Regions from separate parts of the Mus musculus genome. Here all the other regions are linked to region 1. The links are chromatin contacts, called in public HiChIP or PLAC-seq and promoter capture Hi-C maps. All regions are on one chromosome and are shown on one strand. Each heading gives the region's core, a stretch centred on a gene start, on an enhancer-like site or on the middle of the called end of the contact. The rest is flanking DNA. Distances are from core to core; before and after follow the strand shown.

Region 1 (4,002 bases), core at 1,016-3,515:
ATACCAGTGATCCTTTTCTAAACTAAAACAATAGCAGGTGTTCAAGGCCATAATCTCAAAGCTGAATGCAGATAGACAGGCACTGGCACAGCCACTAATCTCAAGGATACAGAGCTAGGTGGATCTGACTACCAGGACAGCCATGACTGCAAAGTGAAACCCTGACTTAAAACACAAAATGAAGCAAGCAGGGCGTGGTGGCGCACGCCTTTAATCCCAGCACTCCGGAGGCAGAGGCAGGCGGATTTCTGAGTTCGAGGTTGTTACAACCATCTGTAACAAAGTAGGGGCTATAGTTTGGGGCTATAGTTTCCTAACTTCCACATGAAGAAAAGGCCACAGGTTGCAGAGTCTGACCTTCTCAGGCACCAAGTGCACACAAGGTGCACATGTGTATTTCCAGAGAAAGCACTCACATATAAAATAAAAACAAATACAATCTTCTAAAAGAAACCAAAAATACACACAACCCAAAACAACCATTACCACCATGGGGTTGGGAGGCAGGGTCTGGAAAGATAACTAACAAAGGTCAGAAAGGAACACACAATATACGGTTCAGTAGTAAGTGCTCTGTGCTAGGTCCAAGGTTCAGTACCCATCAGAACCACATACATGCAATAAATAAATAAATAAAAATAAGGGAAGGTGGAAAAAAAGAACAAACAAACCAAAAATAGCAATAGCATACAACTGAAATTCCAAGCTTGGAAAGCAGAGACAGGAGGATCATGAGTACAAGACCATCAGTTCTAAGACATTTCACTATGTAAGAAAAAAAGGACCAAGCCAAGTCAGATGTGGTCCTCTGTTATAGTGCATATAATCCTAGCACATAGACGACCACATAGACGACGAAGGCACAGTGGTCAGAGGCCAAAGTTAGCCTGGGCTATAGGAGATCCTGTGCCCACCTCCCGGAAAGACATTAAGTAATTCTTGGTAGGGCCAAATTAACTATCACATGTACCTACAGACAAAAGTCTATGTGGCTTTTTAAATATCTGCTTTAAAAACCACAAAAATGACCTCCTCATGGTGGTTGTCTCAAAGAATTATGCAGTGGCCACAGTGCACTAAGGTCAGGAGGCTCAAACCATGCCTCAGCTATTGACAAGTCTACTTCACAGTGGATGAAAGCAGGTTTCCTTAATCTTATAAAAATAGTACCAAGCTGTGAACACTCTGTTTAAAAAAAAAAAAAAAAAACCCACACCAAACTTGTCTGAGGTCCCTGTGACACACCATTCTTGTCCAAGGTGCCCCCTGTGTTGTGTCTGGTCCCAAAGGCCAGAGTCATGTCTGTCTCTTTGGGCTGGGGTCTGCACAGAACAGGTATAGATCCCTCCTCTCTACTTTCCTCTTCACTGAGTTCTGTCAAAGTGAAGACAGACTCCAAATCGGCCTCACTCAACAGTAACCACATCCCCTCACTCAATAGGTACATCAGATGTCCTATCCAGTAAGGGACAAAAGAGTCAATGACAAGAAAATCAGGCGCATCCTTCTACAAAGTACTGGTGTCTCACCTGGGCCCCCACAATAAAAGTCCGAGTCTGAGAGTCCAGGGTCTTCACCAGTACCTCCAGGCTGTCAGGCTCCTCCATAGCGGTACTGGCACTATCACTCGGCTCCATGGCCGACAGCTCTCTAAAGAAGAACGAGGGGGGGGGGTTCGCTGTCGGTCGCACTGTATTTTATACACCCGGAAGCCTCTCTGGACCCAATCTCCGCCCCAATCCCTTCAAAGTTTCTCATACACAAGCAGATATATTCATCCTCCTTCTCATCCCCCCTTTTTGATTCGGGGGCACAGGAACAGAAACACAAAGGGTAGGAGATCGACGGCATAGGGAGATGAAGGACGAGAGGTGGGAGGGGCTCCACCATGCCAATCACAATAGGGAGAGCCAGTTGGGCTAGGAATCAGGGAAGCAAGCACGAGACCGACCAGAGGCCAGTGTCATCACCGGTCGCGACCGAGCAAGCGCCCGAGAGATCGGGAAATCCTAGGACAACGCGAGGGGTGGGGGGAGGGTCGCGCTAGACTCGGCAGAGAAAAGTGGCTTCGCGCACGCGCAGCACCACAATCGAACCCGCCTAAATCACCACCGACCCAAGACCGCGGACACTCACGGGAGGCTGGACGGGCTCGCTGACCGCCCCCGCCTTCCGCCTCCGCCTCTCCTCGGTATTCCAGCAACACGACTTAACCAACACGCGACCAAACACATACAAACACACATACACAGCCCACCACCCTGTGGCTCCGCCCCCGACGTCCCCACGGTACCGTCACTTCCGGTCTCCCCCAACCTGGCACCAAGGGCCACTTCCGTTTCCCCGATCGTATTTGGGGGGATCTCGAGGCGGTACTTCCGGCTCCCCCAGTCTCCCCCGATTTACTTTCGTGGGGCACGATGAGAAAGTCCACAGCCCCGAACAGTGAGTTTCTGGGGGGCGAGACGGGCCCGGGCCGGCCGAGATGGGAGGGAGCCGACCACCCGGAGGAGCCGCCGCCGCCGCCGTCGTCGCCCGGGGGACCGCACTGCGCCTGCGTGAGCGGCGCCACGCGTGCGCACACTCTAAGTACTTCCCCGCCCCCCTCCGGCTATGTGCGTTTCTTCCCTGCGCGCGCCAGAGTGCAACCGGACCGGGGTGGCTACTGGAAACGCCTAAAGAAAAATGACTGAGTGAGATGCTGTAATTTCCTCGAGAAAAATTGTGAGACTTGTGTGGAGTGCACCTCGTTAATCAACGTCCCATCTTGATGGTCAGAGACGTTTACAGGCACAATTCTAACTACCTAAAACTCTGCAAGACCTCTGGTCCTCCCATCATTTCTGTTCTTCCGGAAGCCACTCTTTTTCGTGGACGGCTGGTGGCGTTCCGCGGGCTGTGTTTGCTTGTGCCCGACTCTAGTTCCTGGCGGGATTAGGCCGGTTGGGCTCTTTGCAGACTTTGAGCATCCTGTTTATTGAGATCTCCGAGGGAGTGCCATGTTTAAGGATAAAAAAAAATTCTATTGCATTTTTTGGTTTTGAGACATTTCTGCTGCTTTTTAAGAGCTTTGTAGAAAAAAAGAAAGAAAAGAGAACGGGTGCCTTGCGGATCAGATTAAAGGACAAGACTTTAAGAAGGGACCAAGGGAATGGAGAGATGGCTCAAGAGATGAAGAGCACTGTCTGCTCTTCCAGAGGTCCTGAGTTCAATTCCCAGCAACTACATGGTGGCTCACAACCATCCGTAATGAGATCTGACACCCTCTTCTGGTGTGTCTGAAGACAGCGACAGTGTACTCACATACATAAAATAAATAAATCTTTAAAAAAGGAAAAGAAAAGCCGGGCGTGGTGGTGCACACCTTTAATCCCAGCACTTGGGAGGCAGAGGCAGGCGGATTTCTGAGTTCGAGGCCAGCCTGGTCTACAAAGTGAGTTCAAGGACAGCCAGGGCTACACAGAGAAACCCTGTCTCAAAAACAAACAAATAAAATAAAATAAATAAAATAAAATAAAATAAAATAGAAAAGAAAAGAAGGAAGAAAAAGAAAGGGGATTGAAAGGCCCACCGCCAAGGGAGTTGAACGGTTAAGTTTTTCTCTCTCTGCATTCTTCCCCACTTATTCTTAGATGCCAGTACTGATGAGACTTCCAGTAAGCATTGTATGATGAGACTTTTACATGCTGTCTCACTGTTACCCTGAATTGCCTGGAACTCATAAGGACAATGTTCCCCCCACCACCACCCAGTGCAGGGTTGTGTGTCACTCTAATAGACTATATTTACGTTTTGAATTTTTTTTTTCCAAGATAGGATTTCACTATGTAAGTCTGGATGTCCTGTAACTCACAGAAACCCACCTGCCTCTGCATCCCAGATGCTGGGATAATAGAAGTTAAATATTTTTAAAAATACTTTTCGGGGATGGAGGAGGGGTGTATGGCCTGCGTCTGCAACAGCACAGTGCAAATGTGGAGATCCGAGGGAAATGTGGTGTCC
Region 2 (3,557 bases), core at 966-3,465, 930 kb after region 1:
CAAGCTGTCCTTGGGCCTCTAGTGCACATGCCTACCCTTGACCACAAAAGAAAGACAGTGCATAGTTTAGAAAAGGACATACCTGAGAACGGGCCACACCTAAGGATCTACAACAGGAAAATCCTCCAAAGAAGACAGAGTAGATCCAAAGGTAGAAGGGAGGTTCATAGATGCTAATTGCAGAAAGAGATCAGTATGAACCACAATAGTCAAAGCTACAGGGATACCTAAGAGACATAAAGCCTGAGTCGGGAGTCCACAAGGAGTCCATAAGGAGTCCACAAGAGAAAAGACGAAACAAAACCAGCAAAACTAGAATGGAGGCCTAATGAAAGACTAGGGAGAGAGAGAGATCCTGCACTCTCTGTATCTGGGTCCTCTTATCCTAGTCAAAGCCCAGCCAAGCAGCCCCATTTTTATTTGTTTACTTGAGATTGCAGGCTCCTGGGTCCGGATAAAAAGAGTCAAAGGCAGGCTGGAGAGATGACTCAAAAGTTAAGAGCACTGGCTGCTCTTCCTATAGGTCCTGAGTTTAATTCCCAGAGACCTCCTGGTGGCTCACCGTCATCTATACTGGGATATGGTGCCCACTTCTGGCCTGTAGGTGTACATGCAGGCAGAACTCTGTATACATAATTTGTGCCTTGTGCAAAGTCAGTTCCTGTCCAGTCGCATCTACTACAGGGACCTGAAGCCAATCATCTCTCACCTCCCAACAGAGAACAGGCACATGAAAAAGATGGCGCTTGCAAAGGCGTCGGGGTCGAAATCACCTCCCAGGATGTCAATTACACGACCCGAATAGCGAGGGATTAATGTCTCCCCTGAAAGAGGCAAGAAAGATAAGGAGGCTGTGCCCTGGCAAGGCCCTTCTCCCACCTCCCTCTCACAGTGGTCTCTTCCTCTCACCCCACACAGCCACCACAAGGAAGAAGAAGGCAGCTATGAGGAAAGGCAGGTCCGGCCTGGACAGCTTCAGCAACCGCTTCATCAGTGTTCTGTTCTCCTGGCCTGGTTCCTTCTCCTGGACTCCAGCCGGGCTCAGCACAGCCCACACGGCCCAGCTCAGCGCAACAGCCCCATAGCCAGCCAGCAGCCAGCCCCAAGAGGCAGAAGCCACTCGGACTACTGAGGTGCTCGCGGTGCCTCCCACCAGAGCTCTTAGCGAGAAAAACAGGGGAGTGGCAAGGCAGAGCAAGGGCAGAAGGGTCCCCACAAGTCCCAGCAGCTCTCCCACTTTTAGCAGTCCCCACAGCACTCCAAGTCGCAGGGTGCCCTCTATCCAGAGTCCTGGCAGCCCCTGGGGAAGCAGATTTCCCAGAGATCCTTGTAGCAACCCAAGTAAAGCCATGTCCGCCAGCAGCAGAGAGACCCAGGGCCTCAGGTAGGACAGCGCCATGGTGGGTTCTGCGGAAAGAAAGGGAGAAATGAGGTCTGTGGAGTTCCAACCCTGGTTACGAGCCTCCTGCCCCAAATCCACCCTGAGGCTTCTTGTTCACCGGAAAGACCCCCTCCTAGATAAGTCTCTCCTAGGACTGACTGTCTGACGGAGCTGGGAAGGCTGCATTATTCTCACACACAGTCACACAGACACACAGACACTCAGACACACAGCACGGGGGTGGGGGTGGGGGAGGGGGCGGTCTGCTGCCACCACATCCATCTCCCTGAAGTTTGTTGGTGTTAGCCCAAGAAGACACACTGCCCCCATTCCTCGGGTCTTTAAGAGCCAGGAGACCCGGTGCAGGGGCGGGATGCGGGTGGGTTCGGTAGCCTTAGATGGCTTGGGACAGAAGGTTCTGAGTAGGGGCGCTGGGCCGGCGGCGCCCGACGGAAGACCGGGGACGCAGGGCAAGGGGGTGGGGCAGAGGACCTTGGGCAAGGGGTGAGGGACAGGGGACCTGGGACACTGGGTGGGGCAGGGGCACGGAGCAGAGGACACGGGGCAGGGAGTAAGCGGCAGAAGACCCAAGACAGGGGACGAGGAGTGGGGAACCGGATGATGACGCCAAGGGTTTGGGAATGGGCCGCACTCCTGCTAACTCTCGGGTTCTATCCAAAAGAACTCACCTGCGGCTGCGGAGCGGCAGCTCAGGAGAGCTTCTGGAATCTGCTTCTTCTCAAACTGGATCTCCTGGGTGCGCAGCGACGCCCTCGCGGGGAGCGCGCCTGGGTCCCGCGGCTTTCGCTTTCACTTCACTGCCGTGGTCGCGGTGCTGCGCACAGCCGCCAGCAGATGGCGCCTGTCAATTTGCGGGTGGGTTGAGCGCCCCAGGTTCCCAAAAAGGCTCGCCCTCCAAGGCCGCTACTAGCAAAACTCTTGAGGGTCTGAGATGCTTTGAAAAGGAAAAAAAAACAAAAACAAAAACAAAAAAAAACAAAACAAACAAAAAAAAAAAACGAAAAAACCCTGCATTTCTCCGACCTCCGAGCATGTTTTAAGAAGCGCCGGTTAAACTGGGACTATAGTTCAGATGTTGAGAAAACTTGCCTGAGCCCAGGGTTCGCTGCCAGTAGGTTTGAGGAAGGGGAAAGAGGAGGAGGAGTAAAGGGCAGAAAAGAGCATAGGAGAAGGAGAAAGGCGAGGGAAGAGAATGGTCGTGGACGGAAGGAAGGGGAGGGAGGAAAATGGAGGAGGGAGTGACTTCAGGTCCCTCCCAGTCAGCAGACCACACAGGTGTCCCACCTTTGGAAAAAGGAAGAGAGGAGAGAGAAGGACGGAGGGTGGAAGAGAAGAGAGGCTTGAGGGCTTGTTTGTTTTTCCAGGTAAGCTCAAGAGTTGGGGTCTGGGGTAAAACTAGGGCTTACAAGAAGGCCTCAGCTCCTATCAGCAGGCCAAAGGTTCCCTTTCACAGATTTTGAACCCAGAGGCTCTGGCCCTTTGTCCTCAGACTTTCTTCGCAGCACACCGCACTTGCAGTGAGGGCCCTGGGTCAGTGCCAGGGCCTGCTGCTTGTGAGGTAGTCAGAGTAGGCTGTAGGCTAACACCATCAAAGAGGGAACCCGGCCTCCTCCCCAGAGCCCAGTTCATTGCGGAAATCACCCTTCTGGGCTCCAGGGAAGAGCCCTCACAGAGCATGGTGAGGCACCAGGTTCCATTCTCAGACATGAAAATCAACCATGCTGCTCATCACCACACCCCACCACCAGGGCACTACAAGGAGAAATGACTCTGCGGGCTGAAACTACCTATAAAGGAAAAAAAATCCCCTTAGACATGCTGGTGTGACTACCCATGAGTCACTTGAAGGTCAAATGTTGAGGGCGGGGGGGGGGCTGGGGGTGGCCTTAAAGCAGGCCTACATGGCTATGCCTATCTCTCTGGACTTTAGGGCTACCCCAGGTGGAGAAGGCTCCCATCTGGCTGTCTGGATCTCAGAGTCCTCTAACCCCTGACCTGGCTCTTGACCACTCCTGCACGGAGCACTCATGCGCTGAACTCTCCTGCCCTGAGCACTCCTGCACTGAGCACTGCTACACTGAGCACTCCTGCACTCAGCACTCCTACACCAAACACTCTGTACTGAGTACTCTTGTCCTGAGTACTCCTGCACTGA
Region 3 (3,916 bases), core at 1,061-3,560, 950 kb after region 1:
GGCTTGGGGGTCACTCAGTTGTTAGAGCTTTTCCCTAACATACAGGAAGTCTTGGATATAGAGAAAGGATCTCATGTAGCCTAGGGTAGCCTCAGATTGACTATGTAGCTGAAAGACTTTGAACTTTGACCTCTAGGTCCTGCCTCCATCCCCCAAGTGTTGGAATTACCACACCCCATCCATATGGTTCTGAGGATCCAGCCTGGGCATGTGTGTGTGGACATGTTTGGGGGGGGGGGGCAGTCGAGAGCGTGTGTGGCGGTATAGAGATTATAGCATACAAGTGAAAAGGTTTCATGAGAGACCTGCTGGGTTCTTCAGGAAAAACCCTGTCTCCTGGCGAAGGACGGCCCGAAACACCTCTCTGTGCACACGGCCGTGCATGTGTCCCATGGTGATGTTGTAGATTCCATCACTTGCAAACTCCAGCGCTGTGCTAGAGTCAGAGACACGGGAGGATCAGTTGTCTCCTTCCTGAGACAGAGTCCCAGATCCCCACAGAAGTGTAACTTAAATGACAGTCCCAACAGCCAGTCCCCTCTGCTCTGGGACCCCCATTCCCATCCTCCACACCTGGCTATGGTGAGAATGGACATGAGCCATATGTTGCGGGTGAAGCTAGGAACTGTCTTATCCTGAAGAATCCAGTCAGTGATGCGGCCCGTGAAGAAGGGAATGGCCATTTCCCCTGGGGAGAGAGGAGAGACACCTCAGTCACAAACATTATGAGCAAACTACCCGCAACTTCTGCCCCTCTCCCTTCACCACTATCCAGGAAGCTGAGCTCCCAGACCCAAGCCTGTTCACAGACCCAAGCCTGCTCGGCTACATCAAACTTCTCAAGGGCTACTTGAGGGCGGTTAGCAGACCTTGGGGGCACAGGCTGTTAATCCCAGCACTCCAAGTAGAAGCGAGCAGATCTCTCTGGGTTTGAGACCAACCTGGGCTACATAATGAATTCCAGAAGAGCCAAAGCTACAAAGAAAGACCCTATCTCAAAAAGGAAAGAATAGAAAAGAGGGGAAGGGGGAGGGGAGGGGAGGGGAGGGGAGGGGAGGGGAGGGGAGGGGAGGGGAGGGGAGGGGAGGGGAGGGGAGGGGAGGGGAGGGGAGGGCAGGGGAGGGGAGAGGAGAGGAGAGGAGAGGAGAGGAGAGGAGAGGAGAGGAGAGGAGAGGAGAGGAGAGGAGAGGAGAGGAGAGGAGAGAGAAGAGGAGAGGAGAAGATGGCGGTGTGGAAAGAAACCTTCACATTTGGGCTATGATGTGAAGTTCTGCTCCCAGAAGACCCTGTCCCCAACGCCCTTGTCTGGACCCCTTCTCGGGCCTGGGTCCTTCTCTTTCCGCCTAAGTTGCCTCCTTAGTGTCTCTGACGCTTCCCGGGACTACTTTACTCTCCCTTTCTGCCTGGAATGCCCATTGCCCTGTCCCCTGTGGCCTGCTCTTTCACCCAGTCTCCCTTACCAAGGCAAGAGAGAATCAAGAGAACCAGAACCAGGTAGAGACGTCTCTTCTTAGGGCCCAGGAAGCCCAGCATCCGACACAGCATGTCTCCAGCGTCCCTGTTGCCGCTGGGCGCCCAGAGGCTCCCCAACTTGTGCCACAGGGCGGCTGCGGGCAATGCTGCCACATAACTGATAGCGAAGGCATCTGGACGACTGTTCCAGTACAGTAATCCAGCGCTGTCACCCTCCCGGAGTGTTCCCCAGGCGGCCAGCTCTCGGAACAAGGCAAGTCCAGGCAGGGCCAAACTCAGTGCGGCCACCAGCGGCTGCAAAGCAGCCAGCCAGCCATGGGCTCCTGCGGTGACCCCGAGGACCCCGCGGACCCCTAGTCCTAGGATGGCCCAGCGACTCAGGCCCACCACCCAGACCCGGAGCAGCGGCACCTCGGGAACCAACAGGGAGAAGATTCCCGGGAGCATGGGCCGCAGCAGCAGCCAGTCCACCAGAAGGAGCAGGGCGGCCGCCAGCCAGACGTGCGCAGCCATCGAGCGTGAGCTGTCCAGAGTCTGGTCCTAGCCTGGGACTCTCGACGTCCGCGCTGCACAGGAGTCTCCGTGGGGAAGGAAGAAGGGCGGGTCCGAGGGCGTGCGCGTAAAGTCCCGGGAACCCGCTCGAGCTGGTGGAGCTGACTAGAAGTGCTGGCGTTTAGAGGAAGAAGAAACCGAAAGCCGACCTCGAATCACTAGACACGCCTCCTTCTGAGACTGGCTTGCTCAGGCTGTTCTGGAAGCTGCCGCTGAAGCTGTAGTTGGAGTTCTGCCTAGCAGCCCTGGCCTGTCGTGTTCTTCTCCATGAATCTCATTCTCCTCTTCTTCCCCAGCCCCCTTAACTTGCTTGCGTGAATTTTCCCATCCCAGGCCCCACCCCAGATTGAGGGCAGGACCCTCTGTCGTCACCTGTCTCTGGGCAGATTTGCCCTGCTCAGGTTTGCTCTGGGCGCCAAATGCTGGTAGAACGGCACGCCCCTTGCGCGATGATGGGGCGGGGCCTCAGTCTGCAAGTTGCCTGCACCGCGCGCAGCCGCTGATTGGAAAGCCGAGCCCCGCTCTGCTGAGATGCTGCGGGCAGGAGCACCTACCGCCGGCTCGTTCCGGACGGAAGAAGTCCACACCGGGGTAATGGGTCTCGGGGTGAGAGTCAGCGGGTGGAGTGATCAGGGACCCCTAAAGCTCTGGAAGTAAACCAAGAGACTTAGGAAGCTTGTAGCGCCCAGCGCTTGCGCTCCACAGTGAACGTAGGGTATCCCTGCTCAGAAGTGTGGTGTCCAGGGGTCTGTGGAGGGATCCGCATGCGAAGCTGGTGAGAAGGTGCGTTCTTTGGCTTGAGCTGGAAGCGTCTAAGGGAAGTTGCTCCAAAGCGCTTTCGCTTTCACTCTAGACTGCGCAGTTGGGGTTACTGGCTAAATCAAGTGAGGGGCTTGGGGACCCCTGCAAAAGAGGTGCTGAGGTGTCCTGGATGAAGCACCTGAGAGAAGGTAATATGGAGGCTCACTGAAAAGGACCTACCTACACATCATACAGATCTTTGCTTAACCTAGCCCCAGACAGCCCCCACCCTGAGTGAGGACAAGCTCTCTGGCGCCAGGATTGAGGGGGAGATGGGGATGATCGGTGGTCCTCCTTGTTCCAGGTGCTGCCCTGCAGCACACTCCACCCCACCCTGTCCCAACACCGTCATTCCCATGCTTGCCTGAGAACTTTGCCCAGACCTAGGAGCTGGGAAGATGGCAGCTGGTTTCTGCTCTCTAAAAGCCACCAACCACAGTGTTAACATGGTGTGGAGGAACAAAGTGGACATTTCTGGCCTTTTACTTGTGCTCAGAAAGCACACTCGCGGGCAGGGTCCCCGGAGATCAGAACGACATGGAGTGGACAGAAAGGTTGGAAAAAGTCTCCCTCGCTGCCACGGAGCTGTGGGACTTAGAAATCAAATCAATCAAGGGTTCAGAGTGAGACCTGAGTCAACTTGGGAAGCTCATTCGTCTCCATAAGTCAGTTTTCTCAGTGCACCCAAGGGTCTCCTAAGGTGCCTTTTAACCTAGAAGGTGTGGGGGAAGTAGATGTGTCTACCCTCCTTCACTTATCCGTAATTCTTTCCTTGACCTGGAAAAACTCTGCTATCCAGAAGTCCTTTCCCCTGGCTGCAGAGACTTCGCTTAAGTGAAATTTGTGCCCTACCTGAAGGATCCTTGCTGCTTCTGTGTCTCGACTCCTGGCCATGTTAACCCCCGGCCTCTCTGTGTCCCTTGTTCAGTAACACTAAGGCTCCCCTTCTGATAAAGTAAGGTTGCAGGTGGGGGATCCAGGACCAGGAAAGACCTGGTCTTGTGTCACAGTAATTCACAGTAATGATGCATGTGGTACGCAATTCACAAGCAGCGGGGCCGGTTTCCTGGGCCTTCCTCTCAGTTCTTGC

What was found. Promoter capture Hi-C pulls out the DNA fragments that hold promoters and counts their contacts. HiChIP or PLAC-seq counts read pairs in DNA pulled down with a chosen protein or histone mark.
Region 2: an H3K4me3 HiChIP or PLAC-seq map of bone marrow-derived macrophages shows a contact between it and region 1, with 5 times the contacts expected there. The contact joins the promoter of Tap2 here to the promoter of Bag6 in region 1. A contact is called at or near these places in 1 of 39 promoter capture datasets (liver), 1 of 115 datasets of contacts at active chromatin or transcription factors (bone marrow-derived macrophages) and 2 of 9 other capture datasets (adipose tissue and liver).
Region 3: a contact with region 1 is called in a promoter capture Hi-C map of embryonic stem cells, with 3 times the contacts expected there. The contact joins the promoter of Tap1 here to the promoter of Bag6 in region 1. A contact is called at or near these places in 4 of 39 promoter capture datasets (embryonic stem cells, liver and stem cell-derived epiblast-like cells), 1 of 115 datasets of contacts at active chromatin or transcription factors (bone marrow-derived dendritic cells) and 2 of 9 other capture datasets (liver and pancreatic islet).

The regions. Positions count from the first base shown.
Region 1 is chr17:35,133,763-35,137,764 of GRCm38.p6, reverse strand. It overlaps Bag6 (BCL2-associated athanogene 6), which reads right to left and starts at 2,265. Exons shown (of 26, transcript NM_001372261.1): 1 at 2,137-2,265; 2 at 1,530-1,650. The coding sequence starts at 1,637.
Region 2 is chr17:34,203,137-34,206,693 of GRCm38.p6, reverse strand. Tap2 (transporter 2, ATP-binding cassette, sub-family B (MDR/TAP)) reads right to left here and starts at 2,215. Exons shown (of 12, transcript NM_011530.3): 1 at 2,071-2,215; 2 at 910-1,407; 3 at 710-824. The coding sequence starts at 1,399.
Region 3 is chr17:34,185,950-34,189,865 of GRCm38.p6, reverse strand. Tap1 (transporter 1, ATP-binding cassette, sub-family B (MDR/TAP)) reads right to left here and starts at 2,310. Exons shown (of 11, transcript NM_013683.2): 1 at 1,461-2,310; 2 at 574-688; 3 at 306-436. The coding sequence starts at 1,986. Psmb9 (proteasome (prosome, macropain) subunit, beta type 9 (large multifunctional peptidase 2)) reads left to right here and starts at 2,536. Exons shown (of 6, transcript NM_013585.2): 1 at 2,536-2,616. The coding sequence starts at 2,557.